2 separate regions of the Mus musculus genome follow, and region 2 is linked to region 1. Evidence: chromatin contacts called from public ChIA-PET data. All regions are on one chromosome and are shown on one strand. The core of a region is the stretch at or near the end of the contact, and the rest is flanking DNA. Distances in the headings are between cores, read along the strand shown. Region 1 overlaps Armc2 (armadillo repeat containing 2). Region 2 overlaps Foxo3 (forkhead box O3).

Region 1 (2,873 bases), core at 168-2,667:
CAAGGAGACAGAGGCAGGTGGATCTCTGAGTCTGAAGCCAGCCTGGTCTAGAGTTCCAGAACACGCAGGGCTACACAGAGAAACTGTGTCTAAACCCTGTCTTGAAAAACAAAACAAAAGAGAAGACAGTTAATCTGGCCTACTCCAAATTTGTGAACGCATTAACTGGGAAAGGGTTTCTCTAAATTCTGAACTGTCTTCCTTACCTACAAGATGGTCCTTTGTGTGCTGTCTTTGTGTCCATGTATGTAAACCACTTATCACTTAACATTTATTGACCCAGAAAAATTTGAAACTATTATGCATATAAAAAATCATGTTGAGGAGCTGGAGAGCTGGCTCAGCGATTCAGAGCACTGACTGCTCCTGCAGAGACCCTGGCTCTGTCTCCAGCACTCCCATGGCAGCTCACGAACGTCTGTAACTCCAGTCCCAGGGTTGATGCCCTCTTCCAGCCTCTGCCGGCACCGGACACACAAGTGGTGCACAGATATGCATGCAGCCAAAACACCCATACACATAAAATAAAGATAATTTAAAAACTAGTATTGAATAAAATAAGGAGTGGACCACCAGCCTGGGTCTGGGGGAGTAACTCAGAGATCGGCACAGTGAAAGGTTCTGGGTTCAGTTCCTAGTGTCAGACCCTTCTTGTCTGTGTCTGGTTTGGGGTGCCCTGTCTACATGTCTGCCTCTAACTGGCACCTGGAGTGTATTCTCCGTGACACACACACATTTTCTAATCCTCTGAGAGAGGGCTGCCCTGAGTGCCCACTGTGTTCTCTCAGCAACACCAACATGGAGACGTGTCACCCTTCACACTGGGGACAACTTGGCTCATTGACAAGAGCCGTGTTAACGTGACATCACACTGCCATTTATAATTGTGTGTGTGTTTTAAATCAATCTATCATCTCTTTTTCTCTTTCTTTCTCTCTTTTTCCCTCCCTCCCTCTGTCCTTCTCTCCCTCTCCCTCTCTCTCTCTCTTTCTCCCTCCCTCCTTCCCTTTCCCCCCACTCTTTCTTTCTCTGTTGGTCACGTGGTCTTGCTATGAAACCTAGGCTATCATGGAACCCACCAGGCTGGCACTGACCAATACTATTCGTGCTGGGCTTACTAGTGTGAGCCTGTTGTGATTTTCAAGACTGTAGATTCTAAAATTGAAACATATACCTCTAGTCCTAGCTCTGAGGAAGCTGAGGCAGGGGGATCATGAGTTAGATGCTAGCCTGGGCTACATGAGACCCCCCCCCAAACAAAACAAAACAAAAAAAAAGCTTCATACTGACAAATGTCACCTATACCCTGCCCCCCCTCCACACACGCACACACAAAGTGATGTTATCAGGGGGCAGAGTGCTACACAGGAAGCTGTGGCCAGTTACTTCCACAGCACACTGAGGGGGAAATCCTGTACCGGACTCACTGCTGATGGGAGATGTGAAATATCTCTTCCCCATCTGCTGTTGTTTTTGTTAAAGGGGAAAAAGGAGAGAAATTACATGATCGAGTACCCAAAGCAAGCATCTGACCTATCGCTGCCCTTACAGCTGTTAAGTGTGACTGAGCATTTAGAGCAGGCTTTTCTGAGTGTGCTGAAAATGAACAAGGGGGTGGGTGGCCTTCACTTTTAATCTCTACACATCTTGCTGTGAGGATGACCCAGGAGGAATACGAATTTGTGTGTTTTTGTAAAGCCATACAATAAAAAGGACAACAGAGGTTTCTCAGTTTAATCCCAGGCTCCACACTGGAATGAATCTCTCGGGAAGCTTTGGGGATGCAGGTTGCTGGGCCTCACCCTGGCTGGTTCTGGCTGAGGTCTGGGGTGGGACCCGAGAGTCCGTCTCTAAGAAACTCCTGCCCGAGCTTGTGCTGAGCTGCAGCTGGGAGAACCTGTAACACAAATGAGGTGGTTCCCTAAGACGCGTCCTTCAGTGTGTATGAAGTGACTTTGAGATGAACCTCCAGGGGTCTCAAGTGCTAACTCAGGTCACCATGACGTAGGGTAAGCATGTTAAAGAAGGGAACAACTGACAAGACCAGCCAAGACCAGCTATGAGCTTCTCCAGTGAATGTTGGGCTGCCTCCTTGCTTTTGCTTGGGCAGCTGACAATTTTTGACCTGTTTGCTCTCTGTCTCTGTCTCTATCTCTGTGTCTGTGTTTGTGTCTCTGTCTCTCTCTGTGTCTCTGTCTCTGTGTCTCTGTCTTTCTGTCTCTCTGTCTCTCTGTCTCTGTCTCTCTGTCTCTCTGTCTCTCTCTCTCTCTCTCTCTCTCTCTGTGTGTGTGTGTGTGTGTGTGTGTAAGTGTGTGCCCGTGGAGGTGGAAGGGGGGTTGGTGTCACATTAAACATGTGCTCTCCCACTGAGCTCTCCCTAGCTACAGAGACAATTTCTCAGGGAAAACAAGATGTTATGTTACGTTGTGTTAGACTCTTCTCCCAATGTTCTCTGCCAGACTTTTGTCAAAACAAGTTGTCCTGGGACCAGCTGCCATCCTTGGCAGGCATGCAGCACCAATCAGAGTAGCCCATGAGGGAGGAATGAGGTGGGGCCCTTGGGACCTTCAGAAGGACCTGCCCGGGGGGAAATCTCATGGACCACAGTTAGCTAGCCAAGCCCCCAGCTCTTGATTTGTTGCATGAGACAAGCACATTAAATGTCATTAAAACGGTCCAATGTTCCTGTAGATTTTCCCTTTGAAAGAGCACAGATGTGTGTAAATGTGTGTTTAGCCACATCTGAACTTCGTAAGTTTGCAGCAGACATGTTTGAGAGTGGTGTGTTATTTCTGTTGACAACAAATCTTACTCCCAGCCCTGGGTGAAGTGAGCTGAGTTTGTATGTGGTATTTCTCTGGGGGTGTGGGCAG
Region 2 (3,250 bases), core at 617-3,116, 280 kb before region 1:
CCATGTCTGAGCGAGGCTAGCCATTCTCGCCCACTGACCCTGTTGCCCCCGACTGAGCCTTCTGATAGAGTGTCCAGGGAGGCAGGAGCTCCTGGGGGCGGGACACCCAGCACCTTTCTTTTGGAGTAACCTTGGCTTGGACAGGGGTTCTCCATTTCACCAGGACGGACGCTGGAACTTTAAAGTGGCCGTCAGCTGGGAACACCTCTGACATGGGATGTTAGCGTGGTAGCATCATTAGCTGGGGACTTAAACATAGGAGGAGAGTCCTGTCATAAATGCATCACCCGCTGAGCACGATGTTCAGTGGGGTCCAGGTTAATACGTGCTGTGTGCTCTGTGCCCACGTACACCGAGTGGAGGGATAGTGAGCAGTTACAGTGCGGGTTGCCATGGTTAAGGAAACAGAGGTAATCACAGTGAATGATCCTGAGCCCAGCTTTGTAAGAAACTGATTCAAGTGCAAGACATAGGGGGAGAGGAGGAATTTGTCCGATTAGCTGACTTTAAAAAAAAAAGATTGTATGTTTACTGTAGACAAGATAGTATTTAAGGTCTGTAGAGCCTAGGAGATGCTGAGAAAACTGTTTCTACAGTAAAAGCTAGAACGTATTAGGGTAGCAGACAGTGTGTTTGCTGCCTGAAGGTCACATACTTGCGTCATTACAAGTCTGCCCCCGTTGTGTGTGTGTAGCACAATGCACTCTTTGATGCCGGGTGCCGCACTCTCATGTGGAGGACAGTCACGTGCTGCGTTTTCTTCTTTCAGACATTAAGAACATGATCGGTTCTCAGTTTCCAGTTTTAAATGGCTGGTGAGGGGGAGATTACCTAATGAATGGCCTTTGTCTATACCTTTGTGCTATTTTTTTGCTTTTCTTACTATACAGGAGTCAGTTTGGTTGCAACCTCTTAAAAGGAAAGTTGAATCTCCTAGATCTGGGGACCAGCTGCTCAGAGCAGACTGCAGACCCTTCCCTCTGACTGGGCCACTCACGTTTTTAATCACACAGGAGTTTTGACTACTAGGACAGAAGCCTGTGACTTCGTTACATACCACTGGAGTAGGCTCTACTGCTAGGTTGCTCACATTGCTCTGCTTATTTGACCTTAGGAAATAATGTCACCCCTGTGTTTGAGTTTCTTCCTCAATAACGTTAGTTAATAGTGTAGAATAAGACATGGAGAAAATGAAACAGTAGCAACTTACACTGCAAGTCCATGTACAGGCACAGTGAGGTTATAAGGATGGATGGGTGCTGGAAAGGCTGTTCTTCCAGGTGATAAGAGGATATTGCCCCAGGTGACTCAGGATTCCAGAGATAAGACTGAGCTGAGGGGTAAGGAAGTGGTGACCTCATGCCAGCCAAAGCCCCCGAGACGCACAGGAGGAGCTGTGCGGAGGGAGGACCTCGAAAGGGCAGGACCTGTCTGCTCATTTCCTGAACTGTCCCCAGGGTGGTTGAGGTTAAGGCCCAGGCTTTGCTTCCTTTCCATTTTGGCTTCTCTTTAGAGAAACAGCCAGCTCTGGTGTGTGTGTGTGTGTGTGTGTGTGTGTGTGTGTGTGTGTGTGTGGGTGTGTGTGTCTGTGTGGGGGTGGGTGGGTGTGGGTGGGGGTGGGTGGGTGTGAGTGGGGGTGGTGTGTGTGTATGTGGTGTGTGTGGGTGGGTGTGAGTGTGTGTGGTGTGTGTGTACATGGTGTGGGTGGGTGTGTGTAGGCTGCCTCTACAGTGTGATGGGCACCTTCTTCCGTCCCCTGGTTTCTGACAAGGAATACATTCCCTGTGCCATGTCTCATTCTCTGTGTGACTTAATGCACTTGCAGGTGTTGGGTGCATCAAGCACCACCCACTGCACACGATCAAGCGAGCTTCATCCTGTCAAGTGATCAAGCGAGCGGGGGAATGCAGACATGAGCTAGGCTCGGCTGTCCTTTCACTACACCTTTCCAGAGAAGCTTTAAAGAGGAGAAGTTTGGGTGGGGACACACACACAGCATGCTTGCCCCATAGGCTCAATATTGCTCTCTGATCATAGCCCCTCCCCGTGTTGGGACGGCCTGGGGTCAGGGGATAGAGAGTACATTAAGCCCCCTAAGACCTTGTGTCTTTATTTGACTTTATTGGAAATTTTTTACTTATTTTTTAGTTATGTGTATGTGTGTATCTACATGTGAGTATGTGCCCATGTACACATACATGTAGACGTTACCTGTAGATTTCGCATGTAGATAGTACGTATAAGTGAGTGCAGGTACCTATGGAAGCCTCAGGCGACATATCCCCTTGGAGCTAGGGTTACAGGCGGCATGAGCTGCTCAGTGGGGGTGCTTCCAACTGGACATGAGGTGTGTGATACGTTGCATTCTGAGAAAGAAGTGGACTAACCCAGCCCAGCCTTTTTATCACTGCATGTTGGGAGGTGGCCTCCTTGGTTAGACATGTATGGACATCTCTGGAAAGTTTCAGGAGGAGGGCTAGAGTAAGAGTACGACCTGATGATGATACCGTTCCTTGATGAAACCCAGGAAGCTGAATCTGCTCAGACGGGAAGCCCCTCCCCCACCCCCATTGAGCCTCACATTTCACACTGCCCCTGTTCCCAGCCTTGTACTCCCTGAAAGAGTTTGAGAACTTACAGAGCCTAGGCACCCTGGTAACTCTTCAGTGTCCTGGACATTTGGAGTTGAACCACTGAGTGTGAGTCACATGCTGAGAATGAGCAGAGTCGGGGTTCTGAGTGTCGCATAGGCTCTGAGGTTTCCCCCAGCGGAAGTATTTATTGTTGTACCACATTACATGCATAACAGCTTATGTTCTGTTGCCTGTTTTTAAATGTATTTAACGTGTGTGAGTGTTGTCTGCATGCATGTTGTGCCTGTATCATGAGCGTGTCTGGTGTTCCCCACAGGCCAGAAGAAGGCCTTAGAAGGCATTAGATCCCCTGGAAGTGGACTTACAGATAGTTGTGAGCCACCACATGGCTTCTGGGAACTGAGCACAGGTCCTCTGCTAGAGCAGCCAGGGCTTGCTCTTAACCACTCAGCCTCTCTTTTAGGTGTGATGCGTGCCCTGGGGACATGAAGCATAGATTCTCGAGGTTCCTCTGGGTGAGCAGTGCAGGACACAAGAGGAAAACTGAGTCTGGAGCGAGCACAGGGCTGGTCCTGGCTGATGGTACAAGCTTGTGATTCCAGCATGTAGGAGGCAGAGGTGTGGGCCTGTAGGTCCAAGGCTAAGCTGGAGAGCAG

Evidence for each region. ChIA-PET counts read pairs in DNA pulled down with a chosen protein or histone mark.
Region 2: a contact with region 1 is called in an RNA polymerase II ChIA-PET map of memory CD8 T cells, with 17 read pairs. The contact joins two enhancer-like sites.

What each region holds. Positions count from the first base shown.
Region 1 is chr10:41,935,930-41,938,802 of GRCm38.p6, reverse strand. The region is part of intron 12 of Armc2 (armadillo repeat containing 2); the gene reads left to right. Among named protein-coding and RNA genes, the nearest start is that of Gm33058, 22 kb to the left of the region's middle. Within about 2 kb of position 1,417, at least 71 of the 459 cell types and tissues checked have an H3K27ac peak or open chromatin away from gene starts, as enhancers often do. A contact at or near this core is called in memory CD8 T cells, where this site is marked.
Region 2 is chr10:42,218,792-42,222,041 of GRCm38.p6, reverse strand. The region is part of intron 2 of Foxo3 (forkhead box O3); the gene reads left to right. Among named protein-coding and RNA genes, the nearest start is that of Gm38485, 54 kb to the left of the region's middle. Within about 2 kb of position 1,866, at least 103 of the 459 cell types and tissues checked have an H3K27ac peak or open chromatin away from gene starts, as enhancers often do. A contact at or near this core is called in memory CD8 T cells, where this site is marked.